3 separate regions of the Sus scrofa genome follow, and regions 2 and 3 are each linked to region 1. Evidence: chromatin contacts called from public Hi-C and HiChIP or PLAC-seq data. All regions are on one chromosome and are shown on one strand. The core of a region is the stretch at or near the end of the contact, and the rest is flanking DNA. Distances in the headings are between cores, read along the strand shown. Region 1 holds the start of MGAT5 (alpha-1,6-mannosylglycoprotein 6-beta-N-acetylglucosaminyltransferase A). Region 2 overlaps MGAT5 (alpha-1,6-mannosylglycoprotein 6-beta-N-acetylglucosaminyltransferase A). Region 3 overlaps MGAT5 (alpha-1,6-mannosylglycoprotein 6-beta-N-acetylglucosaminyltransferase A).

Evidence for each region. Hi-C and Micro-C count contacts between places; a contact is called where the count stands out from the background. HiChIP or PLAC-seq counts read pairs in DNA pulled down with a chosen protein or histone mark.
Region 2: a contact with region 1 is called in a Hi-C map of epiblast stem cells, with 2.3 times the contacts expected there. The contact joins the enhancer-like site here to the promoter of MGAT5 in region 1. A contact is called at or near these places in 1 of 5 promoter capture datasets (fetal liver), 5 of 47 Hi-C or Micro-C datasets (blood, embryonic fibroblasts, epiblast stem cells and 1 more) and 1 of 2 datasets of contacts at active chromatin or transcription factors (alveolar macrophages).
Region 3: an H3K27ac HiChIP or PLAC-seq map of alveolar macrophages shows a contact between it and region 1. The contact joins the enhancer-like site here to the promoter of MGAT5 in region 1. A contact is called at or near these places in 6 of 47 Hi-C or Micro-C datasets (blood, embryonic fibroblasts, epiblast stem cells and 3 more) and 1 of 2 datasets of contacts at active chromatin or transcription factors (alveolar macrophages).

Annotation. Positions count from the first base shown.
Region 1 is chr15:17,917,183-17,920,950 of Sscrofa11.1, reverse strand. MGAT5 (alpha-1,6-mannosylglycoprotein 6-beta-N-acetylglucosaminyltransferase A) reads left to right here and starts at 1,678. Exons shown (of 17, transcript XM_021075187.1): 1 at 1,678-1,814. It also overlaps the pseudogene LOC100152750.
Region 2 is chr15:17,796,680-17,800,447 of Sscrofa11.1, reverse strand. The region is part of intron 1 of MGAT5 (alpha-1,6-mannosylglycoprotein 6-beta-N-acetylglucosaminyltransferase A); the gene reads left to right. Among named protein-coding and RNA genes, the nearest start is that of MGAT5, 120 kb to the left of the region's middle. Within about 2 kb of position 2,192, at least 9 of the 83 cell types and tissues checked have an H3K27ac peak or open chromatin away from gene starts, as enhancers often do. A contact at or near this core is called in epiblast stem cells, where this site is marked.
Region 3 is chr15:17,847,743-17,851,510 of Sscrofa11.1, reverse strand. All of the region lies in intron 1 of MGAT5 (alpha-1,6-mannosylglycoprotein 6-beta-N-acetylglucosaminyltransferase A), which reads left to right. It also overlaps the pseudogene LOC100152750. Among named protein-coding and RNA genes, the nearest start is that of MGAT5, 70 kb to the left of the region's middle. Within about 2 kb of position 1,645, at least 13 of the 83 cell types and tissues checked have an H3K27ac peak or open chromatin away from gene starts, as enhancers often do. A contact at or near this core is called in alveolar macrophages, where this site is marked.

The sequences.
Region 1 (3,768 bases), core at 429-2,928:
TGTTATTTTTCTTCCAAAGGACTGAGGGAAATTCATGCCTCCCAACATTCCTGGGATTTCACCAAAAGGTCTTATTAAGAAGAATCCTCCTGTCCATGCAGATTTCCTTGTGGCTCTTGATTGTTCCCTGGACGGTTCCTTACAACTCAGAATCTAAGTGGTTGATAATTCGGGGCTCACCTGGTTGGGAACTGTTAGAAACATTTTCTCTGGCTTGAAATGAAAGATAGGACAGACCTAGAGCCTAGTGCTTGCTCAATCAAAGAGAGGCCGAAGGGTGTTTCTATTAAGATCCTGGAGACAGGAGACCTCTTAAACCAGCTGGGTGGCCCTGAGAACTTATGTACAAAGTGAGACACTTTAATTCATTTTTAGGGTCTAAGAATTCCATCATCTTCAGTTTTTAAATGCTTCTGCTAGGGAGGATGGGCAATAAGATAGGGTGATCTAAGTTCAAGAAAGAAGATCAGGCGTTCCCCTTGTGGTTCAGTGGGTTATGAACTGGACTAGTATCCATGAGGATGCAGGTTCCATCCCTGGCCTTGCTCAGTGGGTTAAGGACCTGGCGTTGCTGGGAGCTGTGGTGTAGATTTCAGACATGGCTTGGTTCCTACATTGCTGTGGCTGTGGTATAGGCTGATTCGATGCCAAGCCTAGGAACTTCCATATGCTGCAGGTGTGGCCCTAAAAAGCCAAAAAAAAAAAAAAAAAAAAAAAGCAGACAGAAGCCATCCCCCCCCCCCCCCCGGGGTGTGTGTGTGTGTGTGTGTGTGTGTGTGTGAATTGGTGGGGGTGGAGAAATTCTGCAGGGAAGGTAAGGGAAAGCTCAACATAAACTTGATACAGTAACTTCATGTAATGACTGGTTCCAAGGCTTGGAATTTGATGGGGTTATGAACCTTGCTGTTTCCACCCCTAGGTAATCCACCAGGGCACTTGCCTTCCATTCCATCTACTACTTAACAAGGATCTATAATGCTTAGCCATGTAAATGCACAGCATTCTCTCTCCTGGGGCTTGGCTGGATTTAATATGTCATGTCAGTCAATGTTCTTTGTGGTGCCTTCAGGGCTTGGGAGTTGTTTTATTTCTTTTTGAATTTACAACAGCACAGTGTTCAGCTAACCTGCCCAGAGTGTTCATAAAATCCATTGGCAGGAGAGGGGAAGAAAAAGAGAAAGAAAATTCATTTATTGAGTGCCTGCTATGTGCCGGACATTACTAAATACTTCACGTGTATTTTTATCTCTTCTTCAAAATAACCTCACAGAGCCTCATTTATTATGTTTGTAGATAAAGATGTTGAATTCAAATGGCTAAGTGGTTTGTTCAAGGTCACAAAAACCAAGTGGCAGGAACTCACACTGCTTCATATAACACACTCTACAAAGATGGAAACGGAGGCTCAGGGCACTGATTCCAGCTGCCGGTACCAGCAGTTAAGTCCATAATCTCCCCTCACTGGGCTTCAAGTGCTGGAAGGTCAGGAGTGCTGAGAGGCCTGGACTACACCTCTCTGGAGGGTGCACTGTCACATCAGTATTTGCACACTGCCCCTATCCTTGCTAGAATGTTATTTGTGATCGCAAGCAAACTATCTCCCTAACTCCCTTCTTCCTTTGGGCTGCGGAATTGAAGGCTTGGTAGAAGTCCTTTCCGACAGAGTTGGGAGTTTGCAGACGGCCCCTGAGAGGCTGGGGCGTTCAGAATTGGCTGAGCGCTCCGCGGGGAGGGCGGGGAGTTTGCCGAACGTCCCTGGCCGGAATCCCTGCGTTAGAGAGCTGCGAGCCCAGAACCCGGGAGAAGTTGGAAAGGTCGGTAGGGGAGGGCTGGAAGAAATTGCGATCAGATCCCCGCCCTGGTCGGCTGCGCCCGGGAGGAGAGTCTCTGCAGTGTCCAGGTCGAGTGTGGACGCGCCGCGCGCGGCCCCGCCAGGGCTGAGAGTTTGCAGACCATCCCTGCCGCGGCCCGCTCGGCGGCGGCCCTGCGGCTCCCCCTGCAGCCGCGGCGGCCCCGGGCGCGATCGAGCCCAGTTAGCCGCGCCGCAGGCTCGGGGCGCCGCGACCCCTTGCCCCGCCGCGCCCTGGGCCCCGCGTGGACGGCGGCTGGCGGGCGCTCCCGGCTGCTGCTGCTGCCCAACAAGGAGGTGAGAGCCAATGTGTCGGGGCAACAGCGTCAAAGCTCTCCATCTCCCCGGGGAGATGAACGCAGAGGGGACAGCGGAGGGCGAGGGGAGCTGCGCGCAGGGGTGGGGGAGAGTCTGCACTGAGTGCTGCGTGGCCGGGGGGATTCCGGCTGCCGCCCCCCGCCGTCTGCGTGGGTGCCCCAGCCGCTCTGCGGGACCCGGGAGTGCAAACGAGGACGCGCCTGGGGGCGCCCACCTGCCCGGAGCAGCCCCTTCCCCGGGGAAGCTGCAGGCGGCCCCCATGCCTCTGAGAAGGGGGAGATTGTGGGCTTTTCAAGGGACTGTCCGGAGGAGGCTTTGGTTGCGCGGGCTGGAGGCAAGCGGCCAAGGATGGCAGGTGGGCGCTCGGACCGGGGAGGAGCCTGGTGGGGTTCACGCTGCGGGTGTGTGCTGGACTGGGGTCCCAGGGACTTGGGCGCTCAGGGCAGGCTCAGCCTTGGGCCAGTGGGGAGGAAGAAGAAGGGAGGTTGGCTCCGGGCCCTAGGGGGAGAGGGATGCGGCAGGCAGGATCTCTGGTCCAGGAAACCTGGGAGCGTGGGGGTGTCCCCCACCTTTGGAGGATCTCCACGGGCCCACCACCCCGCGGGCGTGATCTGCGAGGCTGCCTGGCCGGAGAGGCTGAGGGGAACGCGGAGCGCACACCCGCGCACACAATCCCCGAGAGCATGCTCAGTGTGGCCCTGGGAACTTCCTGCCGAGTAGCGAGCCGCTCCGGCCCCCTCCCGGCCCCCTCCCGGCCCGCTGCTGGTAAAGTTGGGGGCGCGGCTCCGGCGTGTCGCCCTTTCGCGCCTCCGACCCCTGCCTCGCCTTTACCCGGCTCCTGGCGCTGCTCACGCTGATCACCCCCGCGGCCGAGAACCGGGGCGTGGATGTCACCCCCAGCTTCCTCAGGCCAGGTCCGAGGCCGGTGGCCAGAGGCCTGGCGTTGAAGCTGCTAGAGGCGGGGAGGAGGAGGACCCGTTGGCGATGCGCTCGCGGTGCTCAAGGTCCCGGCGCCGGCACTGGGTGGAAGGGGGTGTGTGAGCCCGGGGACGCTCGCGCACACACTGGCTGTCACACAAAGCCGTGGTTTCGTAGCTGCCGCGCGGAAGAGGGAAGAGGTGGCGCTTGCATTGTCCAGCCACGTTTGGAGCGCCAGCAGGGTCCTGGGCGCTTGGAGGCTGCAGGAACCTGACGATGCATAGGGTTTTCAGAGACGCCGGAGCGAGGTCTGGAGCCGGGTACTCCTGGCACTGACTGTCAGGCCCGGCCCAAGCCGGACGCTTCTATCTGCACACAGCTCTGGCGGCCCAGTTAGGGAAGGTTGCCTACTTGTGGGGCCGTGAAGTTGGGGAGGGGAAAGCTGAGGTTTGTGGAGGGTTTGCGTGGAATGGCAGCACTACACCAGTAAACAACTCGGATTCAAGTGTTAGAGGTAGGCTCTCATTCTCAAGAGAGGCAAGTGGTAAGCTAGTGCGCCCCCAGTACGCCCCCATTCATTATCAGGACCTGGGCCACTTGGTATGTTTTTTCTCTGATAGACCACTCCCAACCTTCCCACCTTTCCCACCCCACCCTTGCCCAGGTTAGCCACCCATGTTCTG
Region 2 (3,768 bases), core at 943-3,442, 120 kb after region 1:
AATTTATCCCCCCGCCCCCACCCCAGACCCTTCTTGATGAGAGTGGCTTTTTAGGGCCACACCTGCAGCATATGGAGGTTCCCAAGCTAGGGGTCTAATCAGAGTTACGGCGGCCGGCCTACGCCACAGCCACAGCAACATCAGATCTGAGCCGCATCTGTGACCTATACCACAGCTCATGGCCACACCAGATCCTTAACCCACTGAGTGAGGCCAGGGATTGAACCCGTAACCTCGTGGTTCCTAGTCAGATTCGTTTCTGCCGTGCTGTGACTAAGAACTCCAAGAGTCGCTTTTGAGGCCCATTGCAAGGAGCATGGATAAGGGGCCATCAGTGTGGCTGTCTACCACATTCATTCTTTTTTTCATCATCCCATAACCCTTCTTGTGGTCCCTTAAGCCATCCTTCCCTCGCTTGTTCCATTCTTTATTAAAACTCAGGAGAAACTGTGTACCATTCGCTGGGCCTAGTCTCTGAGGAAGCCAGCAAGATGAGCGAGATCTGAGCCCATTTCCCTGCAGAAGTTCATAACCGAAGGGATGGGGGAGATGCGCACAAAGGCAGCCCGGAGTGATCCAGCTGGAGCAGCCCAGCCAAGCCGGTGTGCAGGGTGGGCCTGGGCCCTGGAGGAAGAGGTGAAATAGTCTGTGGGTGAAGCCGTTTCTCAGAAGAGGAACTAAGTCCCCCAGCCTCTGGGAACAGGAACTGGCTGGAGGGAAGGGGGCGAAGTGAGGCTCTGCAGCACAGCAGGTGGAAGTTTGTTCTGGAAGGTTTGGGTTCCGGTCAGGTGGGCCAGGTGCACAAGGCTGCAGGGGAGGGCTCAGGGCGCAGCAATCTCTAGTGGCTGGGGGCCGCTGGTCCCAGATTTTCTTCCCTTTGCTCTTGAAGGAACAGACGGGGTGATGATTGCACTCTTCCTCACCAGAAGGGAGAAGGCAGGAAAGTGTGTTTCTGTGGATTCCACACTGTGTGCCAAGGCTCCCGGGGGTGACCTGAGAAAGCCACAAGGGCACTGTGGAATATTGTGCAATTTTGAGGAAAATACTAACTATGAAGTTGCTTGGACCTCTTTGGTAAATGGAGTTTTTATTCATTGTTTGAGCCTAAGGGTATCATGAAAAAAATTACAGTATCTCTTAACAGCACAGTGAAGTGGGGAATATAGTTTGGAAACCACCAGTAAAGCTAAGAGTTTTGGGTTCGAATGCTGCCCCTGTCTCTTAGTCAAGGAGGGACCTTGGGCAAGCGAGTTACCTTCTCAGACCTGTTTGCTCATCTGTAAAACGGTGATGGCACCTCTTCCCAAGGGTGGTCGAGAGAAGAAACGAGTTTGTATAAGTGGCTGTAAGTGGCGCCTGACCCCTTGGGAACCCAAATAGGTTAGCGGCCTTCTCACCATTAATAATCAGCATTGCCGCTGGACCTGGGCCGTGGCGCAGGGTCTGTTGTCATTTTTGTGACGGTAACACAAGCACATCCCAGGCACCCCTGTTGGAAGGAAGGCCTGCAGAGAAGTTCAGGAGCCTCTGAGTGGCAAATGGACCTTTCTATTCTCCGTGAAACCACATCTTTTCTGCCAAGGCATCCCCTTTCTCCCTCAGCCTCTCATTCTGGGAAACTTGACTTTCCAGCTGCAGCTGTTCCAGAGTGAAGTTCTCAGGCCCCTTCATTCAAGGTCCCCACCCCTTTTTCCTGTGTCCCCATCTCTCCACTCCCCTTCCGCCCACCCCCTTGAAATGACCCATCTCTACAGTGAATGGCTCAGATGAAAGGAGTCTCTGCCTTGCGGTTTCCTGTAATAATGGAAAGGAGCAGGACGGCCTGGGATGTGGGGGTGGGGAGGCGCTCACCCAAGTGTCCACAGCTCCTTCCGCGCACCAGGTAGGCTTTTGTCAGTAATTCAAGCCGGTTTGTGATGGCCTTAGGCTGCTCCTTGTCCTTTCTCTCCAGTTGGTCTCCTTTTTCTCTTATGAGGGTTTCCAATAGCACTGGGCTAGATTTCTCTGCTATCTTGTGTGTGTGTGTACAGCCGTGTGTGTGATGCTGTTGTGTTTTCCGAGGCAGCGATCTGCCCCCTTTTGTCTAGGGAACTTTTCCTCCTCTCTGCTCCACAAATGTCACTCTGACTCCTTCTCTCTCTAACTGGTTGCTGGGAGGTGGCTGTGGCCTCATTTCTCATTCTAATCACGCTCTTTTTGGATTCCACCACCTCTCTTTTGCATTTGTTTTTCACCTCCGCACTCTGTGCTGTCAGCAGTTCACTGAGCCCTTTCCAAGCTAATTTTTCCCCACTTGCTTTTTAATTAGTTTTCCTCTCTTGCTTCTCCTCTGGTCCCCTCTGTCCTGAAGCCCTTCTGTAGATAAATAGAACAAGAACCACAATCTCTTGCCTGCTTTTAAGAAAATGTGGGTCAGGGCAGTGCCAATCATGGTTATTGTTTCCAGGGTGGTGGCTTTATCTTGAAATTCAAGGTTTTATTCTTTTGTCATCTCGCTCTATAAGGAGGCATGCAACCTGTTGGCAGGTGTTTGGTGATCTGCAGTAAGTTTCCCGAGGCAGGGACTCTCCCATGGGGTGTTCATTGAAAAGGAGTCATATTTTAAAAACAAAGTGCTCCGAGTAAGCTTTAACCTGTGTCTTTAAATCTTCCAGAAGATAGGGAGCAGGCTTCCTTTTATCGATTCTGGTACAAGTCTATGAAGACCCTGAAATGTTGAATAACCTTTAGTGTCTATGTATTTTAGGGACAGAGAATGTTCATAGCTTTTATCAGATTCCCCTAGGAGTCTGTGACCCCCAAGTATTTGGAGCCCCTGCCTGGGTTACTTAGAAAGCCTAAAGAGATGGGAAAGTATAATGTGTGATCTGGAAGAAAAGGATGGAGGCTGCAGGAGCCCAGAGACCTGTTTCTAGTGAGGATAAAGCCCGCCCCAGGCCCCCAGAGGTGCACAGCCCAGGTGTCCACGTCCATGGCTGGGATATCCCCTGGGGGTGGTCCTAAAGCAGCTTGAGGTTTGTTTTTGAGTTTTTCCTCAGTATTAATTCTTACCCCTTAGGGTTGACTGCTGACAGATTATTGGAGTTTGAATGGAGTGAAAGAAAAAGGCCTTAGGAATTCCCCATCTGAAGCACACCGCCTCATCCCTGGGGCAAGTCATCATCCCTCCTTAGGATGTGGTTTAGGCTGCAAGGAACCAGGGTGGTTCTGTGTCCCTGCTGGAGCTCCCAGACCCTTGCTACTCAAAGGGGTCCATAGACTGGCAACAGCTGGGAGCTTAGGAGACCTGCAGACGCCTGAGGCCCCCAAACTCAAAATCTACAGAATAACCAGCTAGGTGATTCACAGGCACGTGAATGTTCAAAGAACAAAGTTCTGGGCTCAGTCGACTGTTTCCTGGCCAGCAGCCAGATCTCTCTGAGGCGTTATGTCAGGGGTGTGGCCCCTCAATGGATTAGAGCCCATTCTGATTTCCTATCATTTTTAGGATAAATGCCAGTACAAAGTGATTTAGCTATGTCTCTGCATATGACTTAGTTTTGTATTTTGCTGTGAGTGTTTCTAGGCAGACGAGTATATTAGAAAATGAAACATTTACATTTTTAAAATTTTATTAAAATATTTTTTTGGAGTCCGGTTGACTTACAGTGTTATGTTAGTTTCAGGTGTACAGCAAAGTGAATCAGTGACACATATACATACATACATAACAATTCCTTTTCAGATGCTTTTCCCATATGGGTTATTACAGAGTATTGAGTAAAGCTT
Region 3 (3,768 bases), core at 396-2,895, 69 kb after region 1:
ACACATCCTGTGTTTGTGACCTTCTATAACAACAAGAACACTGTGTGCCTGTGTTCATTGTGTGTGTTCATATGGAGAGTTATTTTGCATATAGTGCAAGTATTTTTTTCTAGATTATAGTTTTAAGCTGGTGGTGGTGGGGTGGGGGAAATTGCCCTTGAAAAAGTCATTTAGCTTAATAAATGCTGGAGAGGATGTGGAGAAAAGGGGGCCCTCCTACACTACTGGGAATGTAGAGTGGTGCAGCCACTATGGAAAACAGTGTGGAGGTTCCTTAAAAAACTAAAAAGAGTTACCATATGATCCTGCTTCTGGGCATCTATCTGGAGAAAATTTAATTCGAAAAGATACATGCACCTCAGTGTTCATAGCAGCACTGTTTAGAATAGCAAAGACATGGAAGTAACCTAAGTGTCCATTGACAGATGAATGGATAAAGATGTGCCACACACACATACACAGAGGAGGATATTACTCAGCTATAAATAAAGAATGAAATAATGCCATTGGCAGCAACACAAATGGACCTAGAGGTTATCGTACTAAATGAAGTAAGTCAGAATAAAGATGAATATCATGTGATACCACTTCGGTGTGGAGTCTAAAAAATAGGATACAGATGAACTTATTTACAAAACAGAAACAGATTCAGATGTAGAAAACAAACATATGGTTACCAAAGGGGAAGGCAGGGAGGGATGAGCTGGGAGTATGGGATTAACAAGTGCACACTACCACATATAAAGTAGATGAACAACAAGGATTTACTGTATAGCATGAGGAACTATATTCAATATGTTGTAATAAACTATAATAGGAAAGAATCAGACAAAAAAGAATACTGATTTATACATATATATGTATAACCGAATCACTTTTCTGTACTTTTTCTCTTTTGTCTTTTTAGGGCCGCACCTGCGACATATGGAGATTCTCAGGCTAGGGTCTAATTGGAGCTGTTGCTGCAGGCCTACACCACAGCCACAGCAATGCCAGATCTGAGCCACATCTGCGACCTACACCACAGCTCACGGCAAAGCTCATCCTTAACCCGTTGAGTGAGGCCAGGGATGGAACCCGCAACCTCATGGTTCCTAGTCAGATTCATTTCTGCTGTGGCGCGACAGGAACTCCACTTTTCTGTACTCTTGAAACTAATGCATTGTGAATAGTTAGTTCACATGTGAATACTGTGAATCAAGTGTACTTAAATTAAAAAAAAGTTAGTGATGAAGGCTAAATAGGTCACCTGACTCCAGGGTCACCTTGCAGTAGTGTTCCTTCCAGCCTCCTGGAAAGGGGCACTGGCACAGGTCCCCTGGCCCCAACTCGCTGGGAAATGTCATCCAGCTGTTTACCCTGGGAAGATTGGGGAACGTGGGTTTGGTGAGTCATGAGCACTACCCACACCCTCCCTTTCCCCAGCTTCTCTGATCACCTATCAGAATCTTGTTCACTCTGGCATTCTTTTAGCTGCATGAATTTGTTTATTCCCCTTTTATGCCTGTGTGTGATTATGGTCAGGTGTTACATTTTTTTGCCCCGGTGAGAAACAATAGAAAGAGAAGATTGGAAGTTGCCATAGAACGAATGGACAGTGATTACTCAGGCTGCTATCAGCGGCCAGAAGTGGCTGGTGAGGACCAGGAGAGTAAGTTCCATGAGTTGGCGATGTGCCATTGGCATGAGTAAGATCCATGAGTTGGCGATGTGCCATTGGCTGCATTTGAATTTTTTTTTTTTTAAAAATCAAGGTATATATGAGTTCAGAGTACTGCTTAGTCTTATCAAAGTAAACAGCACTTAAGCAGAGAGAGAGATCCTGTTGAAAGGCGGGGGAGGTAATGGACTTGATAAAAAGCTGAAGTCACTCTAACAGTTTTGTAAGTGCACTTTTCCCCCCGCAGCAGCAAATTTTTTAAAAAAGCAAACCAAAGCACCTTTGTTTGTCCTCTATCCAGAGAGTCAGAATGTGAGCGGTGAGGCTGTGGGAGGGACAGGGTGTGTGTGTTGTGTGTGTGTAGTGGGGCTGGATAGCATATAGCATACTTCTGGATCTATGAGTGGTCATGTGTCAGTCAGGAGAATCAGGCTAGGCATCCTGAACAGAGAACCTACTCTGGAAAATTGTGTTTGTAGGTGATAGAAGAGCTAAGATAACAGAGTATGTGTCATCCCAGAGAGCTGCAGCCACAGGAAGATGTCCCCTAGGGCTGCAGGAGGCATGGGAGTTGGTGGTATTGTCAGAAATGGGAAGTAGGAGCGCCTGTTGTGGTTCAGCATGTTAAGGCCTGTACATTGGCTCTGTGAGGATGCAGGTTTGATCTCTGACCAACCTCAGTGGGTTAAGGATCTGGCATTGCCACAAGCTATAGTGTAGGCTGGCAGCTGCAGCTCTGATTTGACCCCTATCCTGGGAACTTTCATGTGCTGCAGGTGCAGTCATAAGAAGAAAAAAAAAGAAATGGGAAGTAGAACCCTCATGAAAGTGCTGCATCCCTGGAAGAGATTTCTGTGAGTGGATGGAAAGCGGGCCAATGATCCTAGCCTCTTCTCTGCCCTCACCCTCCTGCCTGCTGCTGGCGCCTCCCCCAGACCAACCCTACTTGAAATCCCATTGGAGAGGGAATTTGGGAAATGACATCTAGTATGTTACCTTGCAAAAAGGACAAGGTATCCAGAGAACATATACAAGAATGTCAAGGTAGATGGCTGGCCTGGGAAGTGTCACCTTTTGGTGGAGAGGGAGGAATATGAATAGATTGCGTGGAAGATTGCTTTAGGGAAGACTTTCTCTGAGTTTGGGTTTTTAATTTCTTTCTTCCATGCCATAGTCCCTCTGTGGTTCTCTATCACCAACCATGTTACTTTTCATAATTTGGATAAGCTTTTTACACGGTGTGATATTTTGTTGATACAGTTGATTCTCCAGTAATAACCGGGAGTATTTGGGGAGTGATTGCTGTACACTAGGAAAGCAGTGGTGCCAGTGCTTTATTTGCATTCATTCATTGAATCATCAGAGCAGTCCTGAGAGGCATGTACAGGTGATCCTCATTGTTTGCAGATGCTGTATTGGCAACTTTGCCTGCTAGTTAAAACTTACTTGTATGACACCCAAATCAGTGGTTGTAGCATGTGTGTGTGATCCTGGGTGGGCACACACAGAAGGGAGGAAAAGTTGTTACGTGATATGCACCTTCCCAGCTCACATCGAGTACAGGGGATCCTCTGACTTCTTGTTTCAGGAATCAGACTGTAAGTAGGTGTCTTCTTCGTGGTATAATGAGTGCAACCCCTATTTTTTACCTTTTTGTTTTTTTGTTTTTGGTTGGTGATTTCGTTGTTTAAAATGGCCCACAAGCATTATGCTCAAGTCGTGTTTTGAGTTGCTAAGTACCGGACGGCTGTGCTGTTCCTTAATGAGAAAACAGATGTGTTAGATAAGCTTTTTCAAGCATGAGTTATAGTACTATTGTCTGTGGATTGAGTGTTAATCAACAATGTATTAAATAAGATGTCTTAAAAGGGAAGTTATAGGGGTGGAGTAGGCACAGGTAGTTTTAGAAGTCCTGATAAAGGAGCACAGGTAATGAGGGAAACTTGGGGGACATTAGGAGGTCACTGTAAGTAAATAAATTGCTCTAAAAAGCCATCAGAACATGGCAGGCTTGCTTGACTAGTGGAGGTGTGAGAATGGCCTCAGTTCCTTGGGTGGGGGGTGGGATGAGGCCTGCATTCAGATTCAGACCAAGGGCAAGAGTTGGA